2 separate regions of the Manis pentadactyla genome follow, and region 2 is linked to region 1. Evidence: chromatin contacts called from public Hi-C data. All regions are on one chromosome and are shown on one strand. The core of a region is the stretch at or near the end of the contact, and the rest is flanking DNA. Distances in the headings are between cores, read along the strand shown.

Region 1 (2,950 bases), core at 185-2,684:
GTGTCCCTATAAGCAACAAAAGAAAGGTTCTTTGAACAGGTGCTGGTCATTTCTCAATTGTAAAGAGGATTAAGTCTGGGCAGGAAAGGATGAGATTCTGCAGGTACCAAAAACAAAAATCACACACACACAGCTACACAAAGCAGACAGGTTCATTTACTGCAACATTCCTGAATTAACAAGCAGGTTTCCAGAGCAGCCCTACTCCAGCAATGAGCAACAAAAAAAGATTTTCCGATCACACTACAGTCTCTCTAAGCAACCAGGGTTTTACGGAAGTAGCCCTGCAGATTTTTTCATGCTGAGCCCCAGGCAAATATAGGTTTCCTTTCTCTTACCTGTAGATCTGGCCAAGGGATTTTCCAGCAAAATTCTTTAGCCCCTCTTTTCCTGGGGTCAAAATCCTTTGTTTTACCGACTCCATTCTTGCAAACACTGGTGTCGGCTCTTGCCAGATTTAAATACTGATCGCTAAGAAAGACGAGACTTGCGCATATTTTCTTAATCGCTTAAGGTAGTTGTGGTCTTTCTCTTCTCAACAGAATGGTATTGGTATGCCTCCAGCAAGAGTGCGAGTGAAAGAGCGGAGGGAGGGTGAGAGAACGGAATACAACAGAATAGCTGCAAGCAACCCACGGTTTCCTAATAGGAGAGTTGGTAGACACAATCAGAAAGTCTCATTGGAAGGGGAGGATCCGGTGGCAAAGGGCGCGCGCAGTGCCATGGTATTTGGGCAGGTGCAGACGAGTCCTTGTCCTGCTAGTCCACTGAAAACAATGCAAAGTCTCGACTTGCAAAGCCTTTTTTTTTTTTTTTTTTTTGCGGTCAAATCTTGTGGCTTCTAAACGGAGGGGTGGAAATATCACAGAACCCTTGTGTAAGGGCAAAGTCAAAAGAATAGTACTTTTTAAAATGGTGTCTTTGCTGTAAGAAGCAGACTACTTCCAAACTCATGGGATCATCTTAGGTCTCAGGTGAGCAATGCTGCAATTAGTTTTTCCTCCTTGCCTCTGATCTCCACCCATCACGCCGGCGCAACTCTGCTCTGCGGTAGAGTCGAATTAAGATGGAGAAAGCTTGCTGCTCTTTGAGGACGTGAGTGAATAACAAATACACAGTTCTGATTTGGGCAGTGTCAGGATAGATTTTTTTTTTTTCAGCACGGCTGACAGCGTTTGTGAGGGCGCGCCTCGGCAGAATGGTTCAGCACCACGGACAGAGTAAGTTTCCGGAAAAGGGAACGCTTCTTTCGGCTTGCCAGGTTGCCAAGTTTCTAGGGGAGCAGGGCGGATCGCCCTGACCAAAGACCATTCTGAGGATCTTCAGAAATGGATGCTATGGAAACCAAGTGAGAATATGTCATAATCGCCAGAGTTTGTAGGAAGAATGGTGCATTTGGCTCTGCAAGGGAGGAAGACTTTATTAAAAATTGACAAGTAACTTCTGATTTCCTACATTTGCCCAGCATGCTGGCACCAGCTCTCACCGTGTAGCAGGGAAGGAAGATTATAACATGTATCAATTATGTTTATGGAATTTCGTGGCACCTGGATTCCCTTGGATATAAAATATATGTACAGAAACTGCATAATTATACTCATGTGTTCCATTTTAACTCCTGATAAGAAAAGAAAAGAAAGAAAGGGAGAGAGGAGAGAAGGGGAAAGGCTGCAAGAATAGCTGCAACCTTAGTGCTCTTGTTTAAGTAAAAGAAGCAACTTAATAAAAAAATTCCTTGGTATTAATATGGTTTTTCACTTAACTAATTTACAACACACTACTGAAATATCAATATACTGATAAAATTTGTGGCTATACCTTGTGATTGTCAACAAATTATCACTGATGATATTTTCAAGTTTTATTTTAAATTACTTGTATTATTTTAAAATGTGCTTTTTTTCTTTGTACAATCTTCTCCTAAAGCAGAATTATAGAGACATTCCTGTAAACTTTTGCTTTCAAACATAAAAGTATAGCATCAATGAATCTAGTTCATTAAGCAAATTAAGAAACCCATGCTATCTTAATGTTAATTATTAATGCACTTGACAAGAACCACAAACCTTTCAGATGCAATTCGGGTAAATGATTACCAAAGAGATTGCCCTTGAAACACATTCTCAAGGTTAAAATCCTTGTATTCCCTTAAACCAACAGAGGAAGGAGATTTTTCTTAGGGATCCTGGGTCCAAGTCTCAAAAGTATGAATCTCAATACAGAGTCATGTAAGAATGTTCCCTGAATAGGTCAAATAATACAGTGGGTATGTGTATTCCAAATGGATAGCTGAAAAACATTATCAAAAGTAGCATAAGCCATCTGCCATTGTTAAATTTGATAGTTATATTTTTTTTCATTATGAATCATGACAAAGAAAAGGATACCAGAGGCATCTTTCTCTTATTTTGAAAAGCATGTGTTAAAATATATGTCTCCAATAAAACACTGTACCAGATTTTTCTAAAACTCTGGAATGCCTCAAAATAATATCTGTCCCAAAAGGTGTGAAAAGTAAAATAACACATTAAACTACTTCTCTCCAAATAAAAGATTCAAATTAAACAGAACTTGACAAATCTCAGTTCTATTCAAAATATGTTTTTAGAATCTTTAGTGATCAATTTCATTAAGTATAACTCATTTAATATTTACAATTTTGAAATTATGGAAAGTTATACAAAAAATAGAAGTTAAATAAATACCTGTGAGGCTGAGATGGTCCTATAAAAATGATTATTCTAAGAACTCCTGCTTAAGTTTCACTCCAAATGACTAAAGATCTAAACTACCAGGAAACCTGATTACTAAGCCTGTACTATATATATCTGGGGGAACATCAAATAATACAAACTCAACATGAGAGCATTGTTTCTAGAATACATAATTACATTCACCTTTATGGAAATAAACATCATCTGGCTCTCTCCTCCACTCTCTTAATAACAGG
Region 2 (2,950 bases), core at 136-2,635, 240 kb before region 1:
GGGGTTTGCAAGAGGGACAGTAAAGTTTTGCAAATTCTTGACCGCAAAAGGGTGAAGATGAAGGTGGGGGAGAGTTAGGGCTTTGCTTTCCAGGAAGGTTAACTAGAGGAAATTACTGAACCCACCCCACCCCAATTGTACTGCAATGTAGAAAAGAGAATGTTAACCACCGTTTTTGCTCCCTCTCTGTTTCAGACAGTAGAAACTTGGGATGTCTGGGCTAGATTAATTACAATTTACTTTACTGGGCTGATAGAATGTAATTTTGCCAGAATCATCAATGCCACCAAAGCAAAGCTGGTCACTCTGATCCCCAAGTTTCAGATTCCCAAACCCTGCTCTTAGGATGAAAAGAAGACTACGCAAAATCTTTCCAAGGCGGGTTGATTCACCAGCTAGCGTTTGTTTATTCACGAAAACAAAGCTTAACTCCGCCAAACCCGTCGGTCGAAAACAGCGAGTATCACCCCAAGTCACACGTGTCGCGCGCTCTTTCCTCCCGTCCCGGCCTCCTCCACTCAAGCAAAACACTCAGGATCCATTAAGATCATCCCCCTCCGCGCCTTCTCCCCAGTAACAGACAACAGTGAGCATGCATTACAGGGACCCTTATGCACGGGTGCATAAGTGTGCATTTATTATCGCTGGTCTAATTAGAAAACCCCACTTCTGTCCCTGGTTGGCTGAGCCGCCCCAGCCGGCTTTTGCTGCGGCGGTCATTTGGGCTGTTCCACAATAGGGATGAGGAACATAGGGCTGTTTCCAGAGATCAGAGTCACCCACTGCAGCGACCACCCATTCAGCGCCAGACCCGGCCACTGTCCGCGGCTTTCACCCTTCCCAGCCAAGTCCCCGAGGGTATTTTTAACGCCCCTCCCCGCCGCCAACGTGCCCAGGCGGGCAGGGGCGCCCCCAACCCTGGCTGCGCAGCGCGCGCAGCCGCGGAGGAGGCAGGGGGCTGGGCCGGCCCGCCGGGCTCACCCCCGCGTCGGCGCTGGGCAGCAGCAGTTCTCAGGGGCGCCGGGGCTCCCGACCGGGCTCCTGCGGCGTCTCGCGGCGGGGCCCCTCCCGGCGCAGATCCTGCGGCCGCTCTTCGCAGCCCTCCAGCCCCGCGGCAGCGGCATCTGCAGCCGCGCTGCCCCTCTTCATACTTCTCCGAGGGCTCCTCCTGGTGCTGTTGGGGAAACGCTTTTCTCCCCGCTGCCAGAAACAGATTTCCTACATTTCATCAGTCCACATAGACCCAGCGGAAGTAAAATGCTTACTTTTTCTGGTGGACAGCAAACGCAATTGACACTGATTTATCCTTCAAACGGGGAGAGATTGTATTACAAGCCCTTGGCAGCAGTTCCGAGTTTGGGGCCAACCTCCAACCCCGTCTTGGTCCCCCAAACACTAATCTAAGAGAGAAGGGGCGGGGGAAGGTAAGGGGATCATATTTAACTCCAGGGTTTAACAGTCAATGGCTTTTGCACAGTATTAAAATTGGGTGTTGGAAAAGTTTTGCTTTCCTGGCCAGTGATTTTTGCAGACTCAGAGGCATGAGCTTTCCAGTAACTTCGGCCAGTCTTTGTTCCAAGTTGGACAATTTAATTTCTTACAATTCTCTTCAAATACCAGAGTTTAGAAGAGGCTGCACTCACTCACGGCTGTTTTCGCTTTACAAACGGAAATACAATCCCACCCTTGCTTCTCTCGGCCTCAGCTCAGCACTATGTTGACTGTCATGGACAATTTTCTCCAACTGTTGTTTATTAGTATGTGTATTCTGAGACGAAAAGTCTTCCCAGGAAGCAGACAGACGTTCAAGTTCCTGCTTCACTTATAATATCCATGTGACCTCTTCTTGCTTAATGTGCCAGTCACCTCAGGTCACCACTTTCTATGGAGTCTAGATGAAAATCACGCATTTGGTAGTTGTCTTGTTTTTGTGCCCATGGGTTTCAGGTGCGCCTCCCTCCAGTGGGTATGATGGCAGTGACCCAGGTATTCTGATTCTCTCGCGGAAACCATTTTTAACACGGTGACTAACTTACCTGTGGCTCCACAATAGCCAAGTGATGTGGATGATTTTAGATACAATTTTTAAAAGGCATTTTGCGCTTATTATTGCTTCATCTGGAAGTAGTTATTTGCTCTAAGACATCTAGAAACTGCATCAATCTTTGTTTGTAGGAACACTACAAATAATGAAGAGGGGGGAAAAACAGATGGAAAATTTGGTTGCACTGAACTGCAAGCCTTGTATTTTAGTTCAGTGTGATGTTGCAGCTCTCAGCACCATATTCCTCTTTAGCTCCCCACAAGGAAGGAAAAGGAACCATTCCTCATTTTAAGGAGAAACAGTATTATAAAAAGTCCTCTGTTACTGCTTAGATATAAACAACCAAACACAGAGAATAGGTTACTGATGAATTTGAGTAAATGTTTTAAATAATATCTTCTCAAAATCTAACCAGATGTGAGTATTCCTAGAGCCCCAACAAAGTACTTTGAGTTTCTGAACCTGTACAATTTAAGTAAAAGTCCAACATCCTTGATAATTTTTCATGATCAAAACGTCATGAGCCAATAAATGTTAACTTAAGTATTCTCAGGGCATATAATAAGAGTTCAAGGAAACTAACACCTTGAATTATGAAAAGCTTAGATCCTATTCCTCTCCAGATATAAAAATTCTTGCCACATTGTTCAATATTAATGTTATAAAAAGCAAGGTGTAAAGCAATAGTTTTGTTGACTCAGGAACACTGCAAACCCAGTTTGGGAAAATAAGGAGGCTCACAGAGGCACTGGGAAAATATAATCACTCAAATTACTCTCTCCAAGGACCTTTACTTCCAGGTTATTTTCAGTTTTAAATTCCACATAATATCAGATACTCTACCCTTTTAGCAAGGGCCAAAAGCAAAACACTAGGAGAAATATATATTTTCTCCCTTAGCATCTG

What was found. A called contact is a pair of places that touch in the nucleus more often than the background predicts.
Region 2: a contact with region 1 is called in a Hi-C map of fibroblasts, with 3 times the contacts expected there. The contact joins the promoter of GAS2 here to the promoter of SLC17A6 in region 1. A contact is called at or near these places in 2 of 3 Hi-C or Micro-C datasets (fibroblasts and skin fibroblasts).

The regions. Positions count from the first base shown.
Region 1 is chr9:61,286,659-61,289,608 of mManPen7.hap1, reverse strand. SLC17A6 (solute carrier family 17 member 6) reads right to left here and starts at 1,434. Exons shown (of 12, transcript XM_036932733.2): 1 at 339-1,434. The coding sequence starts at 424.
Region 2 is chr9:61,531,274-61,534,223 of mManPen7.hap1, reverse strand. GAS2 (growth arrest specific 2) reads right to left here and starts at 1,385. Exons shown (of 9, transcript XM_036932716.2): 1 at 1,266-1,385.